Regions from separate parts of the Mus musculus genome. Here region 2 is linked to region 1. A link is a contact called in public HiChIP or PLAC-seq data. All regions are on one chromosome and are shown on one strand. The core of a region is the stretch at or near the end of the contact, and the rest is flanking DNA. Distances in the headings are between cores, read along the strand shown.

What was found. HiChIP or PLAC-seq counts read pairs in DNA pulled down with a chosen protein or histone mark.
Region 2: a BATF HiChIP or PLAC-seq map of CD8 T cells shows a contact between it and region 1, with 11 read pairs. The contact joins the enhancer-like site here to the promoter of Tbc1d7 in region 1. A contact is called at or near these places in 1 of 15 datasets of contacts at CTCF or cohesin (CD8 T cells), 19 of 484 Hi-C or Micro-C datasets (B cells, CD4 T cells, CD8 T cells and 10 more), 8 of 115 datasets of contacts at active chromatin or transcription factors (CD8 T cells, the HPC-7 cell line, effector CD8 T cells and 3 more) and 3 of 9 other capture datasets (adipose tissue, liver and pancreatic islet).

The regions. Positions count from the first base shown.
Region 1 is chr13:43,167,021-43,174,342 of GRCm38.p6, forward strand. Tbc1d7 (TBC1 domain family, member 7) reads right to left here and starts at 4,481. Exons shown (of 8, transcript NM_001252639.1): 1 at 4,289-4,481; 2 at 2,782-2,927; 3 at 1,754-1,834. The coding sequence starts at 2,893. Gm40929 (a long non-coding RNA gene) reads left to right here and starts at 4,802. Exons shown (of 4, transcript XR_873309.3): 1 at 4,802-4,822; 2 at 6,564-6,671.
Region 2 is chr13:43,264,796-43,272,117 of GRCm38.p6, forward strand. The region is part of intron 1 of Gfod1 (glucose-fructose oxidoreductase domain containing 1); the gene reads right to left. It overlaps LOC115488162 (a long non-coding RNA gene), which reads right to left. Exons shown (of 2, transcript XR_003950633.1): 1 at 1-7,322. Among named protein-coding and RNA genes, the nearest start is that of Gfod1, 36 kb to the right of the region's middle. Within about 2 kb of position 4,441, at least 106 of the 459 cell types and tissues checked have an H3K27ac peak or open chromatin away from gene starts, as enhancers often do. A contact at or near this core is called in B cells, CD8 T cells, DN3 thymocytes and 6 more, where this site is marked.

The DNA of each region.
Region 1 (7,322 bases), core at 3,231-5,730:
CCATAGGCAGCAGAATGTCAAGTATTAAACATATGTCTAAGAGCTCATCCCAAAAGCTCTCTCTGGCATTTACCTAAAATGGGACAAGAGAGGCAGTACCTGCAGAGCCCAGAGCAACCAAACCTGGACCACAAAGAGCCCTTTTTCCTGGGAGAGCCCTGCATGTCCAGTGCCTCTAACTGTGGCAGGAAAACAACAGTGGCTTAGATAATAAAGAAGGTAAGAAAAACTGAGATAAAAACAGAAAACAAAACAAAAATCAAACAGTTGGGCCTTGGCACTCAGGAGGTGTCAGAGGCACAGCATAACATCTCCCATTAATAAGACACACAGGGTATCCCATAAGGAATGGACACTGATGATAACTGCCTAAAATGTGCCCTCAGGAGGAATTTATTTTGATGCACCAAGATGATCAACAACAACCAAAAAAGCCATCATGACATGCTTTCTTGAATGGCTTGCACTCCCCTGTGGCCACCATACTGCATGACCACCCGAAGGGCTGCAGATTTCTCAGGTTCTGAAATATACTACACACAGAGCATGAGGTCTATTACCTGGCCCCACCCCTCATCGGAGCCCTTTAAGTGAGTTCTACAAATATGAGCTTTAATTCTTTGCCTGTCACAGGTCTTAGAAAAGTGTTTTAGGCCCCCCAGAGTCTGTGTCCATCTAGGATAGTAAGACTTCCCTCAGGACCATTCTAGAACGACTGTACATAATTTACATAAACTATTTAAGGTGGCGATGGGACCCACCCATGCCCAATACACAGAGGTAGTCCACATTCCTCATAAAGCTCCGTCCTCACCCCGACTCACAGTGAGTAAACCCCAGCTGGTTAAGAGAGAAGTGGAGGATGATAATGGGGGATTAGATGCTCCAGCGGGCTCAGCAGTGACAGGGAAAATCCAGGGCTCAAAGGGATGCTGCCATCTGCCTGTGGCAGACGCCGAGCCAGCTCTCCTTCTTAATTGACCACCCCGCTCTGAAATTTACTCGAATTTGTAGGCAGAAAAAAAACAAAAAACAAAAAAAACTTCTGACTCTACTTTCTGTTCATTTGTTTTGGTTTTGAAGTCTGTCCTATCATCTTTATTTCAAAGGATAAAGGGGCATTGAATGTCCCTCCCTTAGCATCAGAACATTACCCTCTACCACCGAGAGTCGCAGAACACAACGCGCTGAAAACTAAAACCGAAAAATAATTTAGCTCAAGATGTCTCTGGACAGATGCAAAACTGGAGGCCAGCATGATCTTCCTCCTGGCTACCCAGCTGACAGCAAAGACAGCCAGTTCTCCTTTCTCCCGTCCCAATGTTTCATGCCTGCTGAGGTGACCACCTAAAGCGCACGCCTGGATGGAACTGATTTTGATGGCTACAAAAATCTTCCTATAAGATTTAAGACAGAAGAATGTTACAGGGAAAAAGTAAAATAGCAGTCATGGCTTTTGAAGATGGTGACCAGAGAGACGCATCAGATACCTGGGTGTACAAGGGCTTTACTTCAGGAGCAAATGCTATCTTCTCTACTACCATGAATAAGCGGACAGTCCAAGAGTAATGGTTAATCTATTTCTGCTGAGGTCACCATCCGAACGGCTTTTACAGTGAGCAGTAATTGGGCCTCCTCGGGAAGACCCAATAGTCCTAAGCAAATGCTCATTTTGTGTCTATAAGATGACAAAGGGTCCCATCCGATCTATCTGAAATCAAATCCCCCCACCCCCACCTCCTGGGTCTCATACCTAGAAGCGCCTTCCATACCAACGCGCGATACATGGATGGGAGAGGGAACCTCTGGCTAAATGTGCAAAGCTTCTCGATGTCTAGAGGAAGGAAAAGAACAGTTAGAAATGTCCCGTGGGCTCACAGCACTGAACGTGCAATTTCACTTCTTAAAACCGCCTAGCTCACACGTGCCTGCAGGAGAATTCCACTGCATGATCAGCAGCCGACTTAGGAAAAGCCATAGTGGCCTCACTTCTAATCCACATCTCCTACCAACCAAGCTATCTCTGCAGCACTGTTGCAGCATAGAGATGGATTTTTCATCTACTACTACATCCCCTCTACCATGGGCATTACTTACAGAATTGGGTGGGGACACCGTGCGGCTCAGTGGTAGAGCATGCCTTAGCATGGGCTAGACCCTGGGTTCTATTCCCAGCTCTTCCAACAACAAGAAGCACTTAAGTTTGTTTTTATACTATGGTTCTGTTTTACTGTAAAAAAAAAAAGGACTTTATTATTGTTAGCTTAAGACAAATCGAATATAAATCTGTACTGAAGGATTATCTTCCACAAAAGAAAATCATAACCAGGGGTCTTGCACAGTTTACCTAGAAACCACGGTGCTATGTCTAGAAATTGAGATGAAATATATAAGCTTAATAAAAAAATAGAATCAATTTATTTTTAAATGAATTGAAGGTGCCTTATTATTTATCCCCTGGCTGCCCTAGAACTCTTCATTAAGACCAGGGTGCCCTTGGAGTCAAAGATCCCCCTGCCTCTGCTTCCACACTGCCAGGATAAATGTTTTCCACCACCACACTAAGCAATGTCTGCTTTTTACGAAGCTTTATAACAACCTTCTGCCTCTCAATGAATCTGAAAAATCTTCAATTTTCCTTAAACTACACCACTCTGATTACACACACACACACACACACACACACACACACACACCAAGTAATAAGTACTGCTTTGAGTCTTTTGCAGAAATATTTACCTGGTAACTTTGAACTAATGAACATATGCAGCTGAGACTCACCCAAACGGTCATCTTTCAGGAGGATTTCCAGTGATTTCTTTTCTTCGACACCACGAAACCCGACTTTCTCATAGTAGACTGATCGAAAGTTCCTCTGAGAGTCGTCAGTCATGTTTCATCCTTGGAGGGATTTTTTTTAGGTGAGCCTAAAACCAAAGAAAGAAGAATTGGGAAGGACATTAGGTGATTTTTCTCGGCCTTTTCAATAAGTCAAATATGATAAATTGCCTGGCCCTAAGCAAGGAGCATTAAATCTTTGGATCCACACAACCCTATCCCACCTTCCTAATGCAACTTGGCCAAAGATATAGATATGAAGATATAGGTCAGCTGCCCTCCAAGCTACTAAAATAGGTAGCACAGAGGGGGCCTCTAGGGTTCCTTCTTATAAGAACCCCTGGCACAATGAAATACCTTGTTCTCATGAATGAACAAAATACAAATGAACAAATAAGATGAATTAGAAAAGCTGGCAGGATATGTTATATAAATGGGGCTAACCAGTGGTGTGTACTAATTCTGCTTCCAGTTTTACAACTAAGGTCTCACTAAGTAGCCCAGGCTGGCCTCAAACTCTCTGCCTCCTAGGTGCGGGGGGTAAAAGGTGTGGACCACGGCTTCTGGTCCAAGATAGGTATGTTTTAAAATAAGAGGAGACATCCAAAATATTAACAAGTTATTCAGTTAGTAAAATTCTAGGTGACCTTAATTTCCTTTTTTGTTTGTTTGTTTGTTTTGGTTTGGTTTTTGTTTTGTTTTGCTTAGCTGTCCTCTCGAAAATAGGCATTTGGAGAAATTAGAAGGGGGTGGAGGGAAGCCCTAAGTCCTGCCCTTATTTTTCTTCCTATAAACACAATTCTACCAAGTTTTGTATTATCAAAATACAAAACTCCAACAGAGAAAAAGCATTAAAGTATAACCAGAAGACGGCTAAAAATCTGGCAAGAGCACTCAAATCATCTCAGAGAATACATAATTCTTTCAGAACAGTCTTTGTGATATTAATGGTAAACCAAAAGAAAAGATCAAACTAGGTTTAGTGACTAGGCACTAAAGATGCAAACATTCTTCCAAAGAATAAAGTCCTCAGCTACTAAAAGCCCCCGAGACGTCCCCAGATAACCAGGGGAGTTTGGACTTCTTGTTGGGAGTTAGATATCTGAACAGCTTCTGTTATGGGGAAGATTGCAATTCATTTTTGAAAAAAGCTATTTAGAATTTAGAATTGCCTTTAAAGAGTTCCACGGCCTCTTCATAGCTGTTAAAAAAAAAAAACCCAAAGATTAAAATGCAATCTGTAGTTTGAGGGCTCTTTTGGTTTTTGTATTTTTAAGCATTCGCTGCCCCTGTCGTCTATCGACAGCATTCCTGGGACTGCACTGTGATGGCACAGGAGTCGCCCTGAAAGATGCGCTGTCAAATCTTGCCCAGGTGACTCCACCTGCGGGAAAGGTGCCCACAACCCAGTGAAGCCCCAGGCCCCGCTCTCCCGGTATGCACGCTTCACCTCGAGTAGAGCAAACACACCCGGCTCAGACTCAGAGATCCGGGAGGCGGCGGAGAACCGGCCCGGCAACGCTGTGCTACCGGCAGGCAGACGGAACCATAAGCGTCAGGGCCGAGCGAGCGAGGGGAGCGATGCCATGAGACACCCGGCCCGGCCCTCTCCGCCTCTAACTCCCGCCGCCGGACGTGACGTCGCCCCGGATGCGCGTGCGCAGAGGACATCTGCTGGGAGTCCCACCCACACGTGGATGTTAACCGGGTGAAGCTGAAGCCCTGAGAGGTGGTAGCGGCCGAGTCTGTGCGCCCTTGAGTATCCACGTCTGTCCCTCTCACCTCGATCCCGAAACCCTGGTGATCGTCTCCCCTTCGTTCAGAGTGCTTGCTTAGGGCACTCTTCTGCCCCGTGGAAACCGGGATCCCTCAGGCGGTGTTTCTTCCACCTCGCCCGGTGGAAAATCGGAAACGAGCCTTTGCTAATCGATTGGGCTGCACTTCTTCTTCCAAACGTTCCAAGTGACCATGAGAAAGCAAATCAGTTAAGTCCTCAGCTATTAAAAACTGAGTGATGGGCAGGAGAGATAGCTCGACAATTAAGAGCACTTACGGCTTTTGTACAGAACCCGGGTTCAAATCCCAGCACTCACGTGGTGATTCACAACCATCAATAACTCCAGTTGCAGGAATTCCAAACTACCCCTTCTGATTTCTGCCAGTACGGGGCACGCGCATGGTGCTCATGCACGCAGACAAAACCTTTATACACAAATATTTAAAACTTAAAAACAAAAACTTATTGGTCCCCCAATGATCAAGGAGGGATAAGCAAAACCATTTGTTCATCGTTTACTGTGCAAAGGGGCAGTTGCTGCCATTTGCCTTTTGGCAGCTACTCAGACCTAGAATGCCAAGCGCGCAGTCAGTTAAGGCTGCTTGCTTGGGGAAGCTGCGAGCCGCTGGACAGAACTGGGGCATCCTGTGTGATTTGTCACGGAGAGCATGTTCTTTGTCCATCCCCAGGTGGCACTGAGTTGGAAGCAAGGACTGAATTAGGGAACTATTAGGAAGATATAGCTGTCTGGGACGGACTACTGATTCGTTTTTTGGATTGTTAGTGCCAATCTGGCTCACTCACATTGTAAGCCCTTCCTCCCGAGGTCTCTTCAAGTATTTTTATCACAGTAACAAGCCAAGGAGGTAACACGGCCGCAGTGAGGCGCTGTCCCCATGAGTGTTGGGAAATTACTGCAGAGAAAGCAGTACCTGGGCCGGAGAGTTAGGGATTTTTAAGGCTGTGAGTGAGTGCAGCTAGTGGTGAAGTCACATGCTGAGCTGGCTAATCTTACCTCAACCTGACACAAGCTAGAGTGACTGAAAGGAGGAAGCCTCAAATGAGAAGACACCTCCATGAGACCCAGCTTTTTCTTAATTAGTGATTGATGGAGGGTCCAGCCTATTGTGGTGGCCCCGGGTTCTGTAAGAAAGCAGGCTGAGCAAGTCATGGGGAGCAAGGCAGTAAGCAGCATCCCTCCATGGCCTCCGCACCAGCTCCTACCTCTGGGTTCCTACCCTATTTGAGTTCCTGTCCTGACTTCCTCCAGTGATGAACAGGTCTGTTGAAGTGTAAGCCTCATAAACCCTTTCCTCCCCAACTTGCTTTTTGGTCAGGCTGTTTCATCACCGCAATAGAAACCCTCAGATAGCATACAAAAGGGCCTGGGTCCACGCCAATTGCCACTTTTTAAAGTACTCACTAAATCATAATGGCAGGAAATGACAACCTGGACATGTGTGTATGAAATGGAAGTCATAGCATATTTGAGACTCCACTCCAGTCTGGGCATGTCATGGGGCACAAACAAAAGGAGAAAGTAAAACGGTTTGAGAATTGACTGTTAACATTCAGTTGTGGGAAGGCTGGGCTCTATGTGGTTGCATTTGCAAGCAGCACCCAGAAGCTGCTGCGGGTTGTATGTCCATGTCAAAGTGAAGGGCGGAGGTGTGAAGGTGCCTCGAAAATGAATTCTAGGATGCTTAATCAAATCTTAAGCAGAATGCACGTCAGGGATCCCCACCACAAACGTGGCATTTTACCAGCCCGGCAGCCCCAGGAACCCAGTACCCTGTAATTCTCAATAGAAACAGCAGAGGGCAGCAACAGCAGTGAGTTCAGATAGGCGGCACATTGTCCTGTAAAGGGGAAAACCAAACTGCCAAGGCAGGCTGGGGATTTTGTCTCCACCAACCCAGTAGGCCACAGGTCCGTCCTCACCTTGCAGGTAGAAGTTCCTGAACAAAGCATAAAAGGACCTCTGTTCACCAAGCAGAAAGGACACAGAATGTCCCCGAGAGGCTCATGTGTGTGGATGTTTACCCCACAGTTGGAGGTATGGTCTAGGGGAGGTTTCAGACCTGGAAAGGTGGAGCCTTTTGTGCAGAGGGGATTTTTGAGATTGGAGGTAGGGTAGAGATGGGTGTTTGATCTTCAACTGGAAACTGTAAGATACGGTTCGTGTTGATTAGCTGAAATACATTCTGAGGAATGATGCCTCAATAGACATTTTGAAGTTGGGAAAATATAGAGCATACTAAACAAAATAAGATAATTAAGATGTAACTGGGCCACATAATCTGTTTTTCTAAGCACCTTAACTCTGTAGACCAGGCTGGCCTCAAACTTGTGGTCTTTCTATCTCAGCCTTCCTCCAAGTGCCAGGATTATGAGCATGCGCCACCACACATATAATCTTACGGAACCATTGTCCTGTGTGCTCTCCTCGTGGACCTAGCAGGTAGTGCAAGGCTGTACTTACTGCTGATGACCCAGTTCAGTGGTATTTAAAGAATGGGCCGTGAACCAGTCTGTGGGGCAAGGATGGCCTTTTAGAGTAGGCATGGAGGTCTTTTATAGCAGTTTGACAATTATTTTATGTCTATTGACATATAGTAACCAAAATTGGGAGTTTATGTTTTGTGTGTCTATTATTTCAGTTTTCTAGTAGGTGATGGATCATCATTGGTCTCAGGATCAGACAAAA
Region 2 (7,322 bases), core at 3,191-5,690, 98 kb after region 1:
AAGCCTGGTTGAGGCAATATCCTGGCTTGACTACCTGGGCCTGGTGAGGTCAAGGAGAAGGGCTGGGAGGTCAGCGATGAGGAACAAGAGGTCAGAAAGATCAGGGACTCTATCAAGGTCAGTCCATCCCGAAAAACAAGGAGTCCCCAGGAGGTGGCTTGGCGCTTAATGTGAGAAGACCTCCTAGGTGCTTAAGGGGTGAAGACCAGAGAAGGACAGAAAACTTCCTGAACATTCTATGTCCTGTGGAAAACTTCCTGAACATTCTATGTCCTGTGGAAAACGATACGCTGCCTCCTCCCATCGGAGTTCACCTCCAATTTTGTGAGTGTGGGTTTGCATCAAAACTACCAAAGGGGGCAGGGGAAATACTCCATTTCCAGGGAACTTTCTGTTGCCTTTGTAAAATGCAGGTTAAGGAGAAGGAACTGTCTGTTCCCCTGAGGATGTTTCAAAGACTGCTTTGATTGGTCCAGAGCCACAGGGTGCAGACAGCCTCTCCGCCCCCCCATCACTGCCTAGCAGTGTATCTGCTTTCACTCAGCTCCATGCATCTCAGACCCAGAGACGTTATCTTTGCTCTTTTGTAGTCACCTCAGCATCGAACAAAGTGGTTCATGCATAGCAAAGCTTGAATAAATGTTTATTAGATGAATGGGACCGGCTACAAAGGTAATTTTTTTTTCACTATTCAAAATACAATGGGTCCTTGCAGATTCCCCGCAGGGACAATTATTGAATCATTTGAAGATATGCAGATCAGAAATACAGGCAGTAGTGTCCTTTCTTCTTTCAAAGCATATTTGTTCGGGTTTCCTCAATCATAGTATGTTTTTATAACTTCAAAAGGACAGGCAAACTAGTAGCGATGGAAATAACATCCAGGCAATGTGGCGCTTGCCTGCAATCCTGCAGTTGAAAGACAGAAGCAGGAGGAACATGAATTCAAGGCCAGGCAGCCTGAGTGCCACAGTGAGAATCTATACCAGCGTTTCTCAACCTGTGGGTCCGACCCCTTTGAGGGGGGTCAAAGATCATAAAACACAGATACTTACACGATGATTCGTAACAGTAGCAAAAGTTACAGTTATGAAGTAGTCATGAAAAATCACTTTATGTTTGGGAGTCACCACAACTGTATTAAAGGATTGCAGCATTTAGGAACATTGAGAACCACTGCCCTAAACCAAAGAGTCAAAATAAAGCAACAGCAACAGCAACAACAACAGCAGCAGCAGCAGCAACTTAGATTTAGGGGAGAGCTATATTAAGCCAAATGTTAAAGAATAAACACATGCACACATATGCACATGCATGCATGCATGCATGAACACACACTAATCTGAAGTTGAAAGTCAATCACTTTCTTTTTAATCTGCCCATTTGCTGATCTGGAAGTGAGGCAGGCACACTGCACAAAAACATGCAGCCATCCATCCCTGGCCATCCGATCCTGCAACCTACATTCGTATGATCTCACAGAAAAAGAGCACAAAGCTACATCTGTCCTCACGACGGGCTGAGCTGTGCCTCTCCAAAAGCTACAGACACCCTTCGCCCCTGACATCTGTGAAGGCTACCTTGATGAAATTCAAGTTGTCCCAGCCAGAACGGCTAAGATCAGGATCACACTGACAATAAGTGACCGTGAGGCTCTGGGAAAGAGGAACCGGATTCAAGACTGTTGGGAGAGAGACTACTGCAGTCATTGTGGAAACCACTAAAGGGGTTCCTCAAAAGTCTCAAATAGAACTACTACGTGGGTCGGCTAGACCAAGCCTGGGCATATATCCAGAGGACGCTAAATCAGCCACCACAGAGATACTTGGGTAACTATGTTTATTGCTGGTCTGATCACAATAAGAGAGGCCCGGAACCAGTCTGATCAAACAGACGTATACACAAAGGAAAACACGAGTTAACTTTAAAATAGTGGCTGGGAGTGGCGGTGCACACCTTTGATCCCAACATTCAGGGAGGCAGAGGCAGGCAGACCTCTGGGAGTTAGAGCCAGCCTGGTCTATATAGTGATTTCCAGACTAGCTAGAGTTATACAGTGAGACCCTGTCTTTAAAAAAAAAAAAATTAAAGAAAAGGAAATAAACAAAGAAAATTACAATTACAGCTGGGCGTGGTGGCACACACCTTTAATCCCAGCACTCGGGAGGCAGAGGCAGGTGGATTTCTGAATTCAAGGCCAGCCTGGTCTACAAAGTGAGCTCCAGGACAGCCAGGGCTATACAGAGAAAACCTGTCTCGAAAAACAAAAAACAAAAAGCAAATCAAAAAAAAAAATTAAAATTACAACAGAGATAATGAGATACTAGTATTGTTCCAGGAGCATAAAGATAGTCCACAGACCCTCACAGTCCTGGAAAGAGACCACCACCAAACTCCTACTGTTCACCCATTAGCTAGTCCTTTTATGGTTTGTTGCATCAGCTCTTAGAAAGAAAGACTAGCCCACCGAATGACTAAAACCTCCAAGAACAACACATAACCCCACAGACAGCCCAAGCAGAGGATGATAGTTGCATCCCAGTCATCCTGAGGAGAGAAGAGGGAGGATGTTAACAGGGCCCTCCTCTGCCCCGCCCCCATCCTACTTCCCAGCCCTTCTGTGATGCCTCTTTTAAACCAAATCAAAGCGAAGCACCACTGAGCAGGCTGGTACAGACCTGCCATCCTAACCAACTTAGGAGGTTGAGGCAGGAGGATCACACATTCAAGGCTAGCCTTGGACCACTTAGTGAGACCCTGTCTTAAAATGAAAGTGGTAAGAAGAGAGCCAGAGATGGACCTCAGTGACAGAGCACACACCTAGTGCATGAGGCCTTGGGTTCACTCAATCCCTGAGACGCAATATCTCATGCATGAAACCAAGGGGGAAAAATAGACAAATCAAGATAGATAGATAGATAGATAGATAGATAGATAGATAGATAGACAGACAGACAGACAGACAGGTAGACAGATATATGATTGATAGATGACAGTCAGATAGATGATAGATAGATGGATAGAGAGATAGATAGATGGATAGACAGATAATTGGTAGGTAAATAGATAGATGGATGGATAGACAGATAATTGGTAGGTAAATAGATAGATAGATAGACAGACAGACAGACAGACACATAGATAGATACAGGTATCCACCATTTCCTCTGAGTGAGTATAGCCCTTCCCTCCTGTGATCACATAGGTCCCCACACTCACATGTCACCTAGAGAGCAGATACGTCCCACTCTCTGCAATTCTACCAAGTGTTCTTCATCCTCCCACATGCCACTCAGAATTTGGAGGGGATAACTGGCAGCCAGGGAGGGATAGCACACTGCCTGGTCCTTTTGTGGGCTGCAAAGGGGCAGGGCAGCTCAACAAGTGACTCAGAGGCAGCTCTTCAGATCCCAGGACCTTGGCTTTACCTCTAGCTGCCACTGACAGAAAAAGCTCTGCTTGTCCTGAAATGAAGACCCTCAACAACACGATGAATGCTTGCAGCTAAGATTTTCTGCCACCTTATTTTGTGGTTCTCACTCAAGTTCAGAATTTAGTCATCTGACACCCTCAGACCTCTGAGTATGCTCCATACACACGTGCACTCATGGCTCCCAGCTCTTGGCCTTGCACACATCTAGCAGAAGCGTGTGGCTCCTTAACAACTCTGGAAGCTTGGCAATGAGTGGATGCATGTAGAGGTGTGTGTGTGTGTGTGTGTGTGTGTGTGTGTGTGAGTATGTGTATAGGTCAGGTTTCTGACCCCACAGAATTGAGGGCACATCCCCAGTTGCTTCTCTCAGAAGTCCCTATCACTGAATCACCATAGTAATTCCAGACGCCACCCTTTGCCCTTCGAGGGTTTTGGTTTCCTGAAAGGGAAAGCCAACCCCAGGCTCAGAGAAGCTCAGAAGCGCCTAGTGAATAGAAAAGCCACCTTGTCACTGTTTTGCAGGCACCAAGGACCACAGCGAGTGTTATTTTAAAGAGGAAACCCCGCCCTAACTCACCAATACTGTGACAGTTTGACAGGGATGTCAGAGATTCGAGAAGGGGTGTCATTAAGCCATAACCATTGCAAATCCCAGGTCCCGACAGTGCCTGTCAGTTGAGCCCATCCCAGCACCTGACATCCTGACTGAACTCAAGAAACCCATTCAGAGAAGAAGCAAACAGCTCTGCCCAATTAAGCTCAGATAGCCACACACAGTGTGGGGGAACAGGAAAAGGTCAAAGGTCAAATCGTGACGTCACTTGCCCACACTACTTCTCCCCACACCCACACCCACACACACTCAAATCTGCCCCCGCCATCACCTCCTGCATTCCCAGGCAGTCACTTTGGAGGCCACAGAAAAGACGACTCAGTTCCTCACCCTCTCTCTGCAGACTTGTGACGTCAGGTTCATGTGTGGGGTTTCCCCCACCCATAAGCAAGTCACAGCTGCAGCAGCAAACACCAACTGGGTGTCTGCTCACTTCATTCCATTCTCACAGGATGAGCCCAGAATTGGTGGCAGGTCCCATAGGTTGAGGGCTGAGTTCCAGGGCTGCCTCTGCATAAAAACACACAAGTCCAGGCTATCCTGCCTCCCTCTGATCCACCTGCTTTAAACTAGGGTGCTATTAAAAATAGTAAGAATCATAACAAATAGGCTATGACATAGCTTAATAAGAGAACACACACAAAACCCTGGGCCCAATCCCCAGCACCAGTTTTTGAAACAAACAAAACAAACATATGAATGAATGAATGAATGAATGAATGATTCTTTATTCTGTCTCCCAGTGTGATAGAGCTCATGTGTACCCAGTCATTGGGGAGTACAGACAACAAGAAGAATTGCATGCTTAAGGTCAGCCTGAGTGGTATAGGGAGAGTCAGGCTCAAAATTAATTATTTAAGCCAGGATTAGTTAATTAACTAAACCAGGTTCCTGTCACCTCCCCTCTGGTTCAATTAATTTACTTGTACAGTTCACAGAACCCTGGGAAACGCATCTACTGGTTTATCAGATTTGTAAGGCTGGGTGACAAAGCACTTGGCTCATTTGAATGAGGCCCTAAGTTCAATCCCCAACACACACACACAAAGAAATGACAAAGGACACTAATCCTTTGGGCATGGGGCTTAGAGTGCCCCCATCCCTCTCTGGAAGTGCCACTCCTGCCTGATGTGTTCTGCTACCCAGAAGAATGGGGGTGGGGTGGGGGTGGACGGATTATAGACACTTCATTAAGAAGACTTGGTGATGAAAGCCACCGCCAATAAACTTGACCTTCAACCTTTCTCTCTTCCCGGAGGCAGTGGGTTGAGCTGAGAGCCTCACTTCTCTAACCCTGCCAATCTTTCCTGTGACTGTCCTCAGCCTGACATCATGCAGGGGCTGCCAGCCTTCAGCCCATTCATTAGCTTTCAAAAGCCACTCAGCACGGTGAGATCTAAGGATTTAAGGATGTGTGCCAGGAGAAGGGAAGGGAGATCAGATATCTACGATCTACTCTATTCCGGCTTCCTTCAGCAGTCATTCCAAACAGGACAGGACTTGGCTCCATCACTGCTCTAGTTTGACGACTGTTCGGATTCATGAGTGTATATTGCTGGACACAAGGCTGGGAGCTCTCTGTGCACTCAGCCTAGCTCCCGCCCAAGACAGTCCTCAGCTTAGCACTGCTCATCCCAAGCTGCGTGTCACGTGCAGGATAAAGCACAAGGCCATGATGCTACCTTGCAGCGGTTCCCACAGGGTAAAAACAACGTGAAGTTTCTGGGCCAGAATGTAGCTTAATGGTTGTTCATTTGACTAACATGCACAAGGCTCTATCCCTAATGCCACAGAAGGAAGTAGAGTTTTTAGCTGGGCATGGTGGCATGGGCCTTTAATCCCAGCACTCAGGAGGCAGAGGCAGGTAGATCTCTGAGTTCAAGGCCAACCTGGTCTATAAACCTGAGTGAACTCTACACACAGAGAAACCCTGTCTTGAAAAACAGAGAGAGAGATAGACAGAGAGAGGGAAAAAGAGACAGAGAGTAAGGAAATGGAATTTTTAGACAATACTCTAACTTTAAATTAAAAAAAAAATACATAAAGACTCCCAGCATTCAGGAGCCTTGAGCAAGAGAGAGAGGGAGAGGGAGTGGGAGAGGGGCAGACAGACAGACAGACAGGCAGATGGAGAGGGATCGAGAGAGACAGAAAGAGAAACAGTGTCCTCACCTCTCCAGGAAATTTCTATCACTATTGCCATGGATACAGTCGTGTTGCACTTGCTTTTTGTCCACTGGATCCAGGTTAGTTTTTTAACAGCCCACTGAAGCAAGAATCAAAACACACGGATATGCAGAACTTGATTGTTCTTTTGCTACAGGTTAATGCTGAGCATGTGTTGACTCCTGACCTGTGACATCAAGAACCTGGGCTTTGCAGACTCCAGAGGTGGCCTCAGAAACCTACTGAGGTAGAAGTTGTCCTACTCAGCCACCCAGAAACTATTGAGAAGAAAAAAAAAAAAAAAACTGTTCCCAGGTAAAATCCGGAGATCGAGAAGAGTGCAACGCTAACCCTGCCAGGATGCTGAGCTATGTCCTGCCTCAGTCAGGGATCCAAGAGCAGGGAAGGGGGAGCCGGCCCAGAGAACTCATTCTGGTGAAATATGGGGAACACTTCAGCTCCTCCCTGTTCCCATCAACTAACAGGTAGGTTAGCAGGCAGGTTAACAAGCTCGGGGAAAATCAAAGACGGAACCGTGCTGTTGTGATTAAGAAACACATGACCAGGGCTCCTCTGCCCACAGCTCCGCAGAGCCCAGCCACGTGGCCCAGCTTGGGAAGTAGGGAAGATGACAAGGTCGCCACAACCTTCCCAGTCATGTTCCCTTCTGTGCATCCTGACTCAGACGTTGCCAGAAGCAAACGGGCACCTGCCAGGGATCTGAGCCATGACCTGGAATTTTCCACGGCCTAAAATGGAAGAACAATAGAAGACCAGGAAGACCCATAGCATCCAGAACTGTGTTCTGCAGCTAGCAGATGCTGAGTAACTACTTGTGGGTGAGGATATGTCAGCCTTTCATGAGCAGAGAGCCAGAGGTGGGCAGGGCTTGACTGCTCACTTACCAGTAGCCCCTGATACTCTGGTGGAGGGATGGAAAGTCACCATAGCATCCTCAGCCCGGGGCCTCACCAGGCAGCTCTGGGATGCACTTTGAGAAGCACCTGAGAGTGACAGAGGCTGGTCTGGATATCGCTTGATATAACCATAAATGTGACCAACCACTGAGCTCAGGCATCAAAGCCATCTGTAACCAACAGCCTAAAGTGT